2 separate regions of the Gossypium hirsutum genome follow, and region 1 is linked to region 2. A link is a contact called in public Hi-C data. All regions are on one chromosome and are shown on one strand. The core of a region is the stretch at or near the end of the contact, and the rest is flanking DNA. Distances in the headings are between cores, read along the strand shown. Region 1 has its middle 8.2 kb from the start of LOC107938836. Region 2 has its middle 8.4 kb from the start of LOC107925439.

The links. Hi-C and Micro-C count contacts between places; a contact is called where the count stands out from the background.
Region 1: a contact with region 2 is called in a Hi-C map of leaf, with 1.8 times the contacts expected there. The contact joins two enhancer-like sites. A contact is called at or near these places in 4 of 34 Hi-C or Micro-C datasets (fibers and leaf).

Annotation. Positions count from the first base shown.
Region 1 is chrA13:7,397,906-7,405,579 of Gossypium_hirsutum_v2.1, reverse strand. No RefSeq gene overlaps it. Among protein-coding and RNA genes, the nearest start is that of LOC107938836, 8.2 kb to the right of the region's middle. Within about 2 kb of position 6,004, at least 3 of the 9 cell types and tissues checked have an H3K27ac peak or open chromatin away from gene starts, as enhancers often do. A contact at or near this core is called in leaf, where this site is marked.
Region 2 is chrA13:7,355,640-7,362,663 of Gossypium_hirsutum_v2.1, reverse strand. No RefSeq gene overlaps it. Among protein-coding and RNA genes, the nearest start is that of LOC107925439, 8.4 kb to the right of the region's middle. Within about 2 kb of position 5,458, at least 3 of the 9 cell types and tissues checked have an H3K27ac peak or open chromatin away from gene starts, as enhancers often do. A contact at or near this core is called in leaf, where this site is marked.

The DNA.
Region 1 (7,674 bases), core at 4,755-7,254, 42 kb before region 2:
TTGCTGAACTTAAGGAGAGATTTCGAGAATTTGAAGATGAAGGAAGAAGAAACTATCAAGCAGTACTCTGACAGGATTATGGCTGTGGTTAACAGCATAAGGCTCCTTGGAGAGCAGCTCAAGGAAGCTAGGATAGTGGAGAAGGTTATTGCAACTCTGCCCGAGAGGTATGAGGCAAAAATCTCATCTCTCGAGGACTCAAGGGACCTGTACACCATCTCCCTGACAGAGTTGATCAATGCTTTATATGCTCAAGAGCAAAGAAGAGCAAGCAGACTGGAGGAGCATCAAGAAGGTGCCTTTCAGGCAAGAACAAACACTGCCTACAAAGGCAAGAAGGCCTGGAGAGACAAGCCAAGGACTGATGTTGCAAGAAAAGAGGGTCAGACTTGCAAGCACTGCAGAAGGGCTGGTCATCCAAAAGAAAAATGCTGGTTCAATCCAGATGCTGTATGTCAGCATTGTAAAAAGAAGGGTCATGTTGAGAGAGTCTGCAAGAGCAAGGCCAAATCAAGGCAGAGTCAGTTTCAACAGAAGAAAGCTGAGGCTCGAGTAGCTAAGGAGGATAGTGACCAAGAGGAGCAAGTCTTTGCTGTGTTATGCTCAGCTGCTCAAGAAAGGTTCTCATCTGGTTGGCTTCTAGACAGTGGATGCACCAACCACATGACACCTGATGCTGCAATCTTCAAGTCTTTAGACAGAAGCTGCAGAACTAAAGTCAAGATAGGAAATGGACATTTTATTCAAGCTGAAGGCAAGGGTGATGTGCTGATATGCACCCCCACAGGTGCCAAAGTGATTTCAAATGTGCTTTTGGTGCCTGAAATTGACAGAAACCTGCTCAGCATAGCTCAGTTGCTGAAGAAAGGTTATTCTGTTGTGTTCAAAGACAACCAATGCCAAATCAATGATCCAAGTGGATCCAAGCTGATGGCAGTTCCTATGGCTAATAAGAGCTTTGTAGTTGACTGGACCAGGGAGTCAGACATTGCCTACACAGTCACATCAGATGAATCCAAGCTTTGGCATCAAAGACTGGGACATGCCAACTTCAGATCGATGGCTCGAATGGTCAGAGAGGACTTGGCTGAAAACTTCATCAACTCAGTGGATCATGATGATGTGTGTGAAGTGTGTCAGCTAGGAAAGCAGGCCAGACTCCCATTTCCCTCGAATCAAGCCTGGAGAGCCTCTGAAAAACTCCAACTGGTGCACACTGATGTGTGTGGCCCTATGAGGACTGAGTCATTAAGTGGAAACAGGTACTTCATACTGTTAATTGATGATTTTTCAAGATATTGCTGGCTTTACTTCCTAAAACAGAAATCAGAGGCGGCCTCAGTGTTTTGGAAGTTTAAGACTGCTGCTGAGACTGAAACAGGTTGCAAGCTGAAGTCCATAAGGTCTGATAATGGGACTGAGTACACCTCAGTTCAGTTCCAAGCCTTCTGTGATAAGGCAGGCATCAAACATCAACTTACCAACACATATACACCTCAGCAAAATGGTGTAAGTGAAAGGAAGAATAGGAGTTTGATGGATATGGCCAGGTGCTTGATGATTCAGAAGAATCTGCCTAAAGCACTATGGGCAGAGGCAGTTAACACTGCAAACTACATTCAAAATAGGCTTCCAACCAAGGCCTTGGATCAGAAGACTCTATTCGAAGCCTGGTTTGGATTCAAGCCATCACTGGCTCATCTGAAGGTCTTTGGATGCATCTGTTATGCTCATGTACCTGCTGTCAAAAGGGACAAATTGTCTGAAAGGGCTCGACCTGGTATTTTGGTGGGCTACAGCACTGTTAAGAAGGGCCATAGGATCTTGGATCCTTCAACAAAGAAAGTGTCAGTCAGTAGGGATGTGGTATTTGATGAAAAGTCATGTTGGAACTGGGAAAAACATGAACCTGAGGAAGTTTCAGAAGGACTTGCAGCAGATCAAGCTGAGCCAGATCAAAATGTTCCTGAAATGGACATTGATGATGAACCAGTTAGAGGAACAAGACCATTGACTGAGATTTATGAAAGAGCTCATGTAGCCATAGCTGAACCAAGCAATTTTGAAGAGGCTGAAGCTCAGCAATAGTGGAAGCAGGCAATGGCTGAGGAGATTAGCATGATTGAGAAGAACCAGACCTGGGAATTAGTTGAAAGGCCAGTCAAAAGGAAGATAATTGGGGTGAAATGGGTGTACAAAGCCAAGCAAAATGCTGATGGTACCTTGAACAAACTGAAAGCAAGGCTAGTTGTCAAGGGGTTCAGTCAGAGGTATGGCCTGGACTACCTGGAGACCTTTGCACCAGTGGCCAGGCTAGACACCATCAGATTACTGATTGCCTTAGCAGCACAGCTCGAGTGGAAGATCCATCAACTCGATGTGAAATCAGCCTTTCTGAATGGTTTCTTAGATGAAGAGATCTATGTTGAACAACCACAAGGGTTTGAGATAGCTGGCAGAGAGCATATGGTCTACAAACTGAAGAAGGCCCTATATGGCTTAAAACAGGCTCCAAGGGCCTGGTACAGCAGAATCGATGGCTACTTGACTAATTTGGGATTCGATCAAAGCAAGAGTGAGCCAACACTGTATGTCAAGAAGCAAGGGACACAAACACAGCTTATTGTATCCCTATATGTTGATGACCTGCTGGTGACAGGAGGAGATCGAGCAGTGCTGGTCGATTTCAAGACCAAGATGCAAGAAGTATTTGAAATGTCTGATCTAGGGGAAATGTCTTATTTCCTTGGAATGGAGGTGACTCAAGCACAAAATGGGATATTTCTAAGTCAGAGAAACTTTGCCACAAAGATTCTGACCAAGTTCTCCATGCAAAACAGTAAAGCAATTAAAACACCTGTTGCTGTTGGAGAAAAACTATCGAGCCAAGGTGATTTTGAGAAGGTTTGTGAAACAACCTACAGAAGTCTAGTTGGTTGTCTGTTATATTTAACTGCCACTAGACCAGACATAATGTATGCTGTAGGATTGCTCTCAAGGTTCTTGCATTGTTGCAATAAAAAGCATTTACAAGCTGCTAAGAGAGTGCTTAGATATGTCAAAGGCACTTTGAGCTATGGTTTAAGGTACAGCAAGGAAGGAAATCTGAAGCTGGTTAGCTACACTGATAGTGACTGGGCTGGCTCGATAGATGACATGAAAAGCACCTCAGGGTATGCTTTCAACCTTGGTTCAGCCATGTTTTGCTGGAGCTCGAAGAAGCAAAGTCTGGTGGCTCAATCTACTGCTGAAGCAGAATATGTGGCAGCTGCAAGTGCTGTCAACCAAGCCATTTGGCTAAGGAAAATCTTAGCTGATTTGAAAGTGCATCAAAAGGAAGCTACTGAGATCTTCTGTGACAACCAATCTTCAGTTGCAATTGCTAAAAATCCAGTGTTCCATAGAAGAACAAAGCATTTCAGCATCAAGTTGCATGTTGTTCGAGAAATGGAGCAAGCTCAGGAAGTGAAGCTGATCCATTGTAATTCTGAGGATCAACTTGTAGACATTTTGACTAAAGCCCTTAATGTCACAAGGTTCGAATGTCTAAGAAGGAAGCTAGGTGTTTGCTCCATGCAAACCAAGGAGGAGTATTGAAGCAATGGTTAGCATGTAGCAATCACATGTTTTATTATTATTATTATTATTATTATTATTATTATTATTTGGATGTAATGATGTAACTTAGTTGTATTCCAACTAAGTTTGTTAGTGGTAGTAGGTGGTGATTTATTTTAAGTGGATGTAATGATGAAACTTAGTTGTATTCCAACTAAGTTTGTTAGTGGTAGTAGGTGGTGATTTATTTTAAGTGGATGTAATGATGAAACTTAGTTGTATTCCAACTAAGTTGTCAAGTTGTAAGCTTGTATAAATAGGCTTTATGCCATTTTAAAAAAATGAATGAATTCAATCAAGATTTCATCCATATACTCTCTATTTTAGCTTTGCTTAAAATTTATTTCATTTTTCTTCTTTGTTTCTGCCGCAAGTCTCGATTCTTGCTCGGCAAGCTTATTGTTGAACCTTGCTATTTGTTGCACTTAGCTCCAACAGATAGTAGCAAGGAATTATACAGGGGAAATTAAAATAGCTACATCCCACCTCCATTTTATGGTGGCTACGGCCTTTGAAGCGGAAACTATTGCCTGCTATGAAGCTGTTCTTACGGGAAAGACATGGGCTTGACAGACATTATTGTCGAAGGGGACTCCAAAACAATTACCAACAAATGCATGGCACAATCTAGAGATAAATCGCAGGTCAGTGCATATATCAGAAACATCCAAAGCGAAAAAGACAATTTTCAAGCGATTACTTTTCTCTTTGTTTCGAGATTGGCTAACTAGTTAGCCCATATCATTGCTACAACAAGTCTCAGAAAGAAGGAAGAAATTTACTTACTTGGTGAGGTTCCTGGTTATGCCAAATACCAATCGGAACTGGAAAGACCAAAACTGAAATGAAGTGTAGGATCGAAGAGAAGGAGGGTGTAGAGAGGCCCTTCATCAGAAACGTTTTCATCTACCCTCAGGCCCTATCTCCAATGAATCTGAATCGTCAAGTAGGAAAATGGAAGGTTGGGGACAGGTCATTTTCAAATGACGGGGATATAAAAATTTTTAATGTGTTTTCTTTTTTGTTCTAGAGTTTTCTACTTGTTGTTTAAGTTTATTTTGAGTACATTTGTCAGACGTTTTAATTTTCTTCAGATAATAAATATCCCTGGTTGCTTTAAAAAAAAACTCACTTATAATAGTTAATTAAAATTTAAGATAATGTAATAATATTTTAATAATTCAATCGTTGAATTTATTAAGATATTTTTGTACTTATTATGCGTGTAAATTTTTAAATCAATTCAATATTTCTATTATATTGATCTAAAATATTCTTTATATTAATATATATATGTAACACTTAGAAAGTTTTTATATAAAACAAATATGCAGAAAAACTTGACAAACGTAATATATGTGAATGAAACATAAAATATGATAGTTGATGTTAAAATATTAATCATACAAAAAATATTGGAGTGTGTAAAACTACTCTAATTTTACACCGGTGTAAATAAATTTCTTTAATTTATGTCAATTAATAATATTAGAAAAAAATCGTTTATAATGAATATAATTGAAATGTTAGTATAATTTAATTCATTAGTATTTATTATTTTCTAGCTAGTTTAATAAAAATGAATTAAAGTGATTAAGAATAGAGTAAATCTCATATTAACAAAATAATATAAGATTTCCCAATAAATAGTGGCGTTGAGATTATTGTTAAAATATTGGCACTACCGATACTGGTGCATTAATGTCGTCATATTATTGGCGAGAAGTAACTTTTTTCCATCCAAATATGAAATATATGATTCTAGAATATAGGATTAGCATGGATAATCCCACATTTTGTAATTAGGATAATGCTGTAAAAATTGGATCCTTCATAAAACTGATTTTCGGTTCAATTATTACAAAATAAAAAATTTTAAAATCATAAAAAAATACAAACAAATAATAATAGAATTATAAAAATTTATTGTATAAATTATGGCAAAAAATTTAAATATTTAGATTAAGTTAAATTCAGTTCAACTGGATCAATTCTTCTTCTATGAATAATTCAATTTTTTACAAATTTTTATTGAGTTAACTAATTTTGACAATCATTTTTTTTATGAAAATTTTACTTTTACCCATAAGATTTAGGTAGAAAAAAAATATTTAAGTTTAGTTTATAATGATAATAACAGTTATGTGGAGTCAGGGGTTTTGACAAGTATTGTCTACGAAAATAGGGAAGAAGATATTTTTGGCAGAAATAGACAAAAGTTGGGGGTCCACGACAAACATCAAATTATATAAGTGACTGGAAATGGAATTAAATAAGGTTTTGTGTGTTCAAGAAATCTGCACAGAAAACAAAGGAAATATGGTGCTTTGAACATACAAGAAAACGACGACCCTTAGCCATTAAGTCAACGAAGAACTGTTCCTAGCTGATGGTGAGGGGCTGCTGATTTAATTACCCCTTAATGCACCTTTACATTGTACACACCACAACTCACGTCATTCCATTATTTATTTCAGCAACTAATCTTGTTTTGTTTTTTTATAGTTTTACGTTGCTGAAATCTAATATTTTATTTATGTATTCTCAAAAATTGGTATTGACTTTATTTTTTAGTTTAAATAGTTTATTAAAATAATGATATATATTTTCTTAAAAACATAAATTTTTTAGGTATAATAATGATTTAAATTTAGATATTTTTTTTGTTTTTTTAATATATTCATTGAAAGAAGCATTGTGATTAATCTTTTGCATTCTGTAAGTTCATTAAAAAAGTAGACGTTGACTACGAATTTTAAAATTATTTTATATCAAAAGTGAGAATTGAACCATTGATTATTGGTTAAGGTAAAATACATTTTTTTCATCTCACCTAACCCCTATGGTTAAACCTAAACTATTTCTAAGAAAAGTAAACACTTCACCAATAGACCACAACTTAGAAGTTCCTTAACAACATTTTTTTAATTCATATTAGATATGATCAAGGGTCAAGGTACTTATCTAAGTACGAATGCCCACTTAGAATTTAGGAGTTTAAAAAAAATATTAAAACTAAAAAATAAGTTTAGACAAAAAAATAGGTCCGTTTTAAAATATTGATCAAGCTCAAGTTGCAATACTCAAACTCGAAACCCAATCAACTATTTTTGAAGCTTGTAATTCGTTATTAAAAGGATGTAAGTTCACCGGTGTTTAAGCTCATATTATTTTCTAATTTAATGGTTTGGGAGTGTGGGTAATAATAGAAATTGTATAAAAAATTTAAAATTATTAAATTATTTTAACAAGAATATTATAAAAGGTATATTAATATCACACTCGTAAATAAATATTAATTTATATCATATTTACTATGTGAATGGAATAAAATATATGTAAAAAGATCTATATTTATCTTTTACATTAATAATAGTCTTTAAAAAAAAAGGAATGATAGTTTTTTTTACCGAGATGATTTGTTTGAGGAATTATTCAAGTTATTTTATTTGAAGATATTTTTTTTGGTGAATAAAATAAAAAATACAAAGTTAATAAACTTAGACTCTCAAAGGAGGATCTTCAAATAATCTTAAGCCTAATCTCCTAGTATGAACTGTCTTGGCTAGACTATCAGTAATTGAGTTATCTTCTCTAGGAATATATTGAATTTTCTACTGCTCCACCCTCTTCAGAATATGATGAATTCTCCTGATTATCACAGGATTAGAGTTCCCAGAAGAATCTTCCATGATTACATTAATAGCTTCAATACTATCTGTTTGGATTAGAATTCTCTCGAAATGCGTATCCAAAATAATATTCAACCCATCCAATATCCTCCAAAACTTTACCTTCAAAATAGTGCAATTACTCAAATATTTAACGAACCCAATAATCTACTCAGCATTATGATCCCTCACACAATCACTATTATTTGAAGATAGTAAAATAAATAAATAGTCATATACTTTTGTTAAGAAAATTTGAATTAAATTGATGTTACCCAATTTCAACTAAATTACATTTTTAACCATTCCCATTTTGCTTTGACATTTGTCATAATGAAGTTTGTGTGAAAAAGTTATTGTTTCTTGGTATTATAAATCAGGGTTG
Region 2 (7,024 bases), core at 4,209-6,708:
AATAGGCTCACTTTTTGTTATATGGAACATATAGAATTGTTGTTTCAATACCAAGCAATTTGCAAAAGAATTTTTCGTATAAAGGGCTTTCAATTTCCTCTAGAAGGTTGTTGCTATTTTCGACATAACTGAATTGTTAACAGTACATTATTATCAACCTCTTCCCACTCTGTCTGATTCACATTCGGAGGTCTTTGCCCTGTAATGACCTTTTTTAGACCATTTTGAACCAAAATTGTCGTCATCTGAACTTGCCACAAACTGAAATTTGCGATCCCATCGGACTTCTCAATATCGTATCTCATTGCCATATCTAAACATGTTGTCTGCGAAAATTAAACCAAGGTCTGATACCATTTTGTTGGGTCTAACCCAAATAATAAAATGAACACAAACAAAAACCAAGAAAATTAGACACAAAAAATTATGTGGAAAAACCTCCTCCGAAGAGGATAAATAACCATAGCCAAAAAAAGTCACTAAAATGGAAAAAATCGAAAAAGGGAGTACAAGATAGAGAAATCAACAAACCCTAAACTTGAAATACAAAGATTTCTCGAAATTCACACAAACTCTCTCTTAATTCTGTTGTTATTCTTAACTATCTAGGGTTGCTAAGAGGCCTATTTATAAGCTGAATTTCGTGTACAAATATGAGTAAAACATCTCTAAATAAATCATAGTTAGACTAGGAAAATATAACATAGTTTAACTAGGAGAAGAAACTTGATTGAGTAGGGAACACGTTGCCAAGTCGTGACATGGTATGCTTCCTCGTCGGGACACCTTTCATCGCATTGTCAAGATGTGGCGAATCTTCTCGTTGTGACATTGGTGTCGTGTCGTCGGGACGTCCGCTCTTTCTCATCTTGACATCAATCCTGTTTTTTTAATGCGAGGCACAATTCACACAAAACTTTCAATATGATCGAATTCCTTTGTGTGAAGAAATTCATTTCCTAAGAAAGCTACTCCTAGAAGATCTTTGATATTTTGTTTCATATTGAAGATTTAATCAAGCTAAATTCCAAGGGTTTTGAGTTCATATTGGTCGGAATTTTTACAAGCCTGGAACACCTATTAAAAAAGGTTTATTTTACTATTCATGTAGGAGATTAAGAGCACTTATTTTTTTCATTGTAAGAAACCTCTTTTAGTGTAAAACTTTTGTAAACAAACTATTTTTATTGTCGATTTTGTAATTAAACTTGCAAGGGGAAAATTTTAGTGAAGATAGTGATCTAGTTAATGTATAGGTTTTAAATTGCAACTTAGTGAGTTGAACTTAAATTACGTTTTGTATTGTAGATTGAAAATGAATTACTCTTGAGATAAGATCTTGTAAAAGTAAAAAGTTTATAAACTGTGTGACTAACTTCTATGTCATTTTATATTTTTACTCTATTAGTTAAGTAAGTTCCATTGCAATTGGACGTGTAACTGAAAAGCAAAATCAACCAACCCTCATAATACATGCCAAATCAATTAACAATATTAGTAGAAAAAATTTTAACCACTTAAAAACAATCCAACTATAATAAAGAGACTAAAGCTCTAAAAAGTTACATAGTAATAATAAACTTTATATAATTTGAATTTTTAAAATATATATAGTGATCCAAAAACTTTATTTTGTATATTATAAATTGACATTTTTTGGGGATTTATCCGTATGAACAACGAAATAGAAAAGGTAGAGAAGACTGAACAAAAATTTTACGTGGAAAACTGCTCTAAAAATGATTAAAACCACAGGCAAAGGAGACTTTGACTTTTCAATAAATGAGTAAACAAACGAGAGTATAATATAGAGAAAATAAACCTGAATGTACTAAACGTATAAACTCAAAATCCAAAACAAAACCCTAATTCTCATGAAGTTCTCTTAAAAATAGGTACAAATTTTTTTCCATAATTACTATGAAAACTCTCACCGAAAGTCATTTGCAACTACATCTTGTCGCCCCAAAACAAAAAAAAAACCCTGCAGTACTACATCTTTAATTGCCTCTTAATTTGCCTCTCAAAACAAGGATATAATGCCCATTTAAATAGGCTAAGATTAGAGGTCTAATTATACTAAAATATCTCTGGAGTAATTAGAGTTTAACTAAGAGAAGATATCAGAGTTTAACTGGGAGAAGAAACCCGATTTATATGGGGAACACATTGACACGTCACCAAGTCCCCATTTACGTCGTCACGACATCTTCCATCGTTGAAACATCAATAAACTTTTCGTCATGACGTCGTTGTTTGTTCGACTAAAAATATGATTCACTCCCCCCACAAAACTTTATTAACCTTTTGGAATTCTCGTTGTGCATATTTCATGTGATTAAATCAACTTGTTTCCTTTCTCAAACATCATCATTTTTTTTTCATATTCGCTTCTTCATGATTTCTCCTTATACTTTTTGTTTTGTTGATTTTAAAGTACAGCCTGCAATACGCACAAGGTATGGATGAAAAGAGAATCCCTTGCTTATAGATACTACCATTACAATTACATCTTATCAAAATATATGTGAACATAAATTAAAACAAATTTAGACTAAACACATATATAATAAAAATTAAATTTAAATGAAATTTAAATTAAAACTAAAATATGATTTTAAAAAAAATTTAAACCTTCAATCTCATCACTAAACCAAGATTTCCATGGAATAACTGATTTTATTCTCAACTTTATTCTTAGAAAAAATGTGTAAAAAGCAATGAAAAATAGGAATAAATCTTAAAATTATACATAAATTTTGATTTAATGTATAATTGTATACATTAATTTTAATTTGGTATAATTATACACATGAAACTCTAATTGTGGTTTAAATATTTACTTGAAACTTTAATTTTGATTTAATCATACACACTTAAAGAAATAAATACATCAATTTATTTTTATATTGTATAAATATAATTATTCATGTATGCAATATATAAATATAAAATGATATTATATCAATAATTGTGTTAATAATTTATAAAAATTAGATCAAATCAAAATTTCATATATAAAATTACATAAAATTAAAATTCATATATATAATTATATATTAAATCATAATTCATGTATAATTTTAATATTTATCCATGAAAAATATGCAACTTATCTCATATATTCTATGGTGTTCTCCTTATTCGCCAACGAGATTAGGTAAGAAGGTTTTTTCAAAGGGTTCTAATTGAAAGCAAAGTTTTTTTCATTTCCAAAAAAAAAAAACTTCCAAGTTTTAAACACTTTCCTCACGTGAGAAATATACAAGCCTCCTATTTTTGACTTTTTCTCCACCAACAATTTCTTGAAGATGTCGTGAATTAGGACGAAAAGGATCTAACTTAGGACAATTTATTGGTTAAATAACATCATCAGTCCTTGTACTTTGGAAAAATTATAGATTAAGCCTTGTATGTAAAAAGATAAAAGTAAAATCTTCTTACTTTTTCTTTTTTATTTTAAAAATTCTAGTCTAGTCATTAACATCACTAGTATTTTCTGTCAAAAAAGTTTCTAACTTGACACGTAATTGATGGAAAATAAATATTCGAAGTTGATAATTTTTTATAGAACATACTAATATTGTAAATGATTGGACTACGATTTTTAAATTGAAAAAGTAAAAAATTTAATTTTTTACTTTTAAAGTACAAAGAGTAAATTTCAAATTTTATCGAAGTATAAACACTAGTAGCAGCACAATTTTACCTTTTATAATAGGTAAAAATGTGCTACAAGTCCCTATACTTTTTTATTTCATTGAACTTAGTCCATTTATTTTTCAAATTTCATAATTTAGGTCAAACTGTTAATACTATTATTCTTTTTGTTAAATTCAAATTAATTACAAAGTCATTTTTTAATTACATGGCTACCAAGTGAGTGTTTTTTAAATTTTAAAAATGACACAACAACAAATTTAACAAGGAAAATTTAATAGTGTTAAACATTAGACCTGAATTTTAAAATCTAAAAAGTAAAGGGACTAAATTTCTAATTTTCAAAAAGTATAAGAACTTATGACAGATTTTCACCTTTATAATATATAGCAAAAACCTTACATGTTTTGGCTAGTTATGCCGAGTTTTACCCTACTACAAAGACCTCAATCCCTTTACTTGTTTAAACTGAAAATTAAAGTACAAATGATAACTCTATCAATGGATGGCATTTCAATTTTTGAATCCTGAATTTAAAAATAACACATATCCAAATTTAACAGAAGTCAATTTTATAAATAAAACAAGAAGTGGGACTAAATTTCAAAGTTCCAAAGAGTATAGGGACTGGTGACAATATTATATTCTTTTTTGGAAGCTGAAGCCCTACATCTAGGTCAGCAAATATAAGCCAAAAAGAAAGATATCTATATTATCAATCCCATTATTCGATTAAGTTTAGAATCTACATAGATACAAAACCATTAACATGCAATTCTCACTGAGACTCTTTTCTGGAAAGAATCTAACTTTTCTTTGTCCACTACACAACTTGAGATCATATTCATATGATATTCGAAGAACAAATTAAAGGGATATGAATGAATCTTATTTTAGTCCCCCAAACTTTTACTTTTTCAAGACAAGCTTTTTTTTGTTGCTTGTTTCCAATAACATCTAGAAGGGGGTAGGCTTTAATTAGGTAGAATTTTCAGTTGAGTTTTGCGTGAAAGTTTCTCTTATTCTACTTTTCACATATGTAGTATTTGCATTCTAACAGTTTAGAAACAGAATAGACTATTGCCATGCTAATTTGTTTCAATGCAATGTCTGTAGCAAAAATATGTTGGATCAAGTGGTAAGAAGATTGATATTTTTTAAGTAAAGTTTCGAATAGAGAAAGTTCTATCTTTTATTTAGTTAAGGGTTCAAATCAACTTGACTATAAATTTAATTTTACTCTAATCTAATTATCGAGTAACAAAAGGTCTCAAACCAAGAAGAATATAAAAACTAATACAGTTATGTATATTAATTTGATAAGATTAAAAGAACTGAGAGTTTGTAAGAGTATAAAATTCTTATGATACTTGATAGATTAAGCTTTCCAAACAACATAGCCGTTTACCCAATGGGACAAGCTTTATTAATTTGTATTTATTTTTTGTTTTGGTCAATGGATGTAAGGATTAGCTGGATTAAGACAAAACATTATTTTGGTATTATATGCATGTCCCAATTTCTTCATGCTCTCATCATCAGATTTCAAGCTTCTTAAGTGAAGTGTGTATTTGTGTGTGGGCCATGGCAATCTTCATTTCAGTCGCACACTCAATCTATGAGAAAAGTATGCTTTGAGAATTAAGACATTTTGTTAAACATTCAAGTACGAGCATTCGCATTCACGCTTTTCACCCTAAAGATGCGGAAAAGAAAGTGAAAAGCGTTAATGTTCCTCCGTCTGCTTGGATATTTATATACGAATGGCTAGGGAGAACACATGCTTTAGCCCATATTTGTGGAAGGGGGTGGGGAAAGAGATGGTTTGGGTTCTTACGTCACCTGAACACAAATAGTTATATATGTAGCAAACATTATTGGGTCGTACTTTGTCTTTTTCAGTTGGGCCTAGGATTAAAAGCTAACTATCACGTATTGTATTATGTGACATCTAGATTAGAGGTAAAGAAAAAAAAAGTAATATATAAAAAAAATACAAAGTATAAATCCCGCATCTAAAATATATTAAATCACTCATTCATTTTAAGGATTCTTTTACAGTTATAATTTAAATTATTTATTTTTAAAATAGTTTTTAAATTATTAAAACACATATAAATACTTTTATAATAATTCTTTTGTTTTTAATTTTAGTCATTTCTCAATTAATTTTGTATCATATTAACTCATGATATCAACTCAATTGGATATTTTATAAATATTATAGATATAATAAAATTTCTTTTTAAACATTTTTAATTTAAAACGGTCCAATTGCCCATTAGTCCTTAGGCTATTTTCTATTCTAATGCTCCCTCATTTATATACTTCAGTTAATCTTAATCTCACTTTTAACTTGCCACTTTGTTCTCTCCATGTCTCAATTTAACTACCTATAATTCTACTCAATTTCGATGTTTTTCTGATGTCAAATTTTATTAATTAAAATTATTGTGAATGATACAAAGCTTGTTTTTAAGAATTTAACTAGCTTTATTCTCATTACAATGCAATTTATGACACTGAAAATTTTACGACATTACAATGTAGATGAATAACTAATTAAGGTACAAGGTAAGATCTAAATTGAAGTTAGTTTTGGTTATAAAGTCTAAGGTTTGATAACATAGACAACCAAAAATCTTCATAAAGGTGTAATCAGGTTTAACTTGAAAAGTTTTTTCATAGTGTAATGTGCTTATTAAGGCCTTGGCAAGTAGTTTGTTTATAAGGAAGATAACACTTGTGAAGGCATCATTCTAGTGACTGAGAGGCATGGATGTTTGAGCTAGTATGGAAAAGCCAACCTCAACAAACTACTTATGTTTTATTTTTTTGCAAGACCATTATGTTCTAAGGTATGTGGATAGGATAATTTGCAGAGAATGTCATTGGTCTTAAGGTATGAAACCAAGGTACTAAATTCCCTTCCACCTTTTATTTATAATACTTTCAACTTAGAGCCAAGTCGCCTCTCTATCATGCTATGAAAATTCATAAATGCAAATTGTGTTTAAATACATATCAAAGCAAGCTAAATAGTAAGAGAAACCATTTGAATACACTGATCCAAACCTCCATAGGTTTGCTACCACTACTTCTAAGGGTTCATTATATTGAGCAACATAAGGTTGAAATGGAAGCTTGTAAAATTTTCCAAGTTAGCAAGCTTTACAAAGAATTTGATTGCAATTTCTTACAACAGGAATATTACAAGTTGTTAATCTTTGGTTTATACATCAAGTGTTGGGTGACCAAGCCTCTTATGCCACACATTTAGATCAACATAGTTAGTAATATGATCTGTCATAATTTCGTACATCAAATTAGGCTCTCCATTACACTCGAGGAACTTATTCTCAAG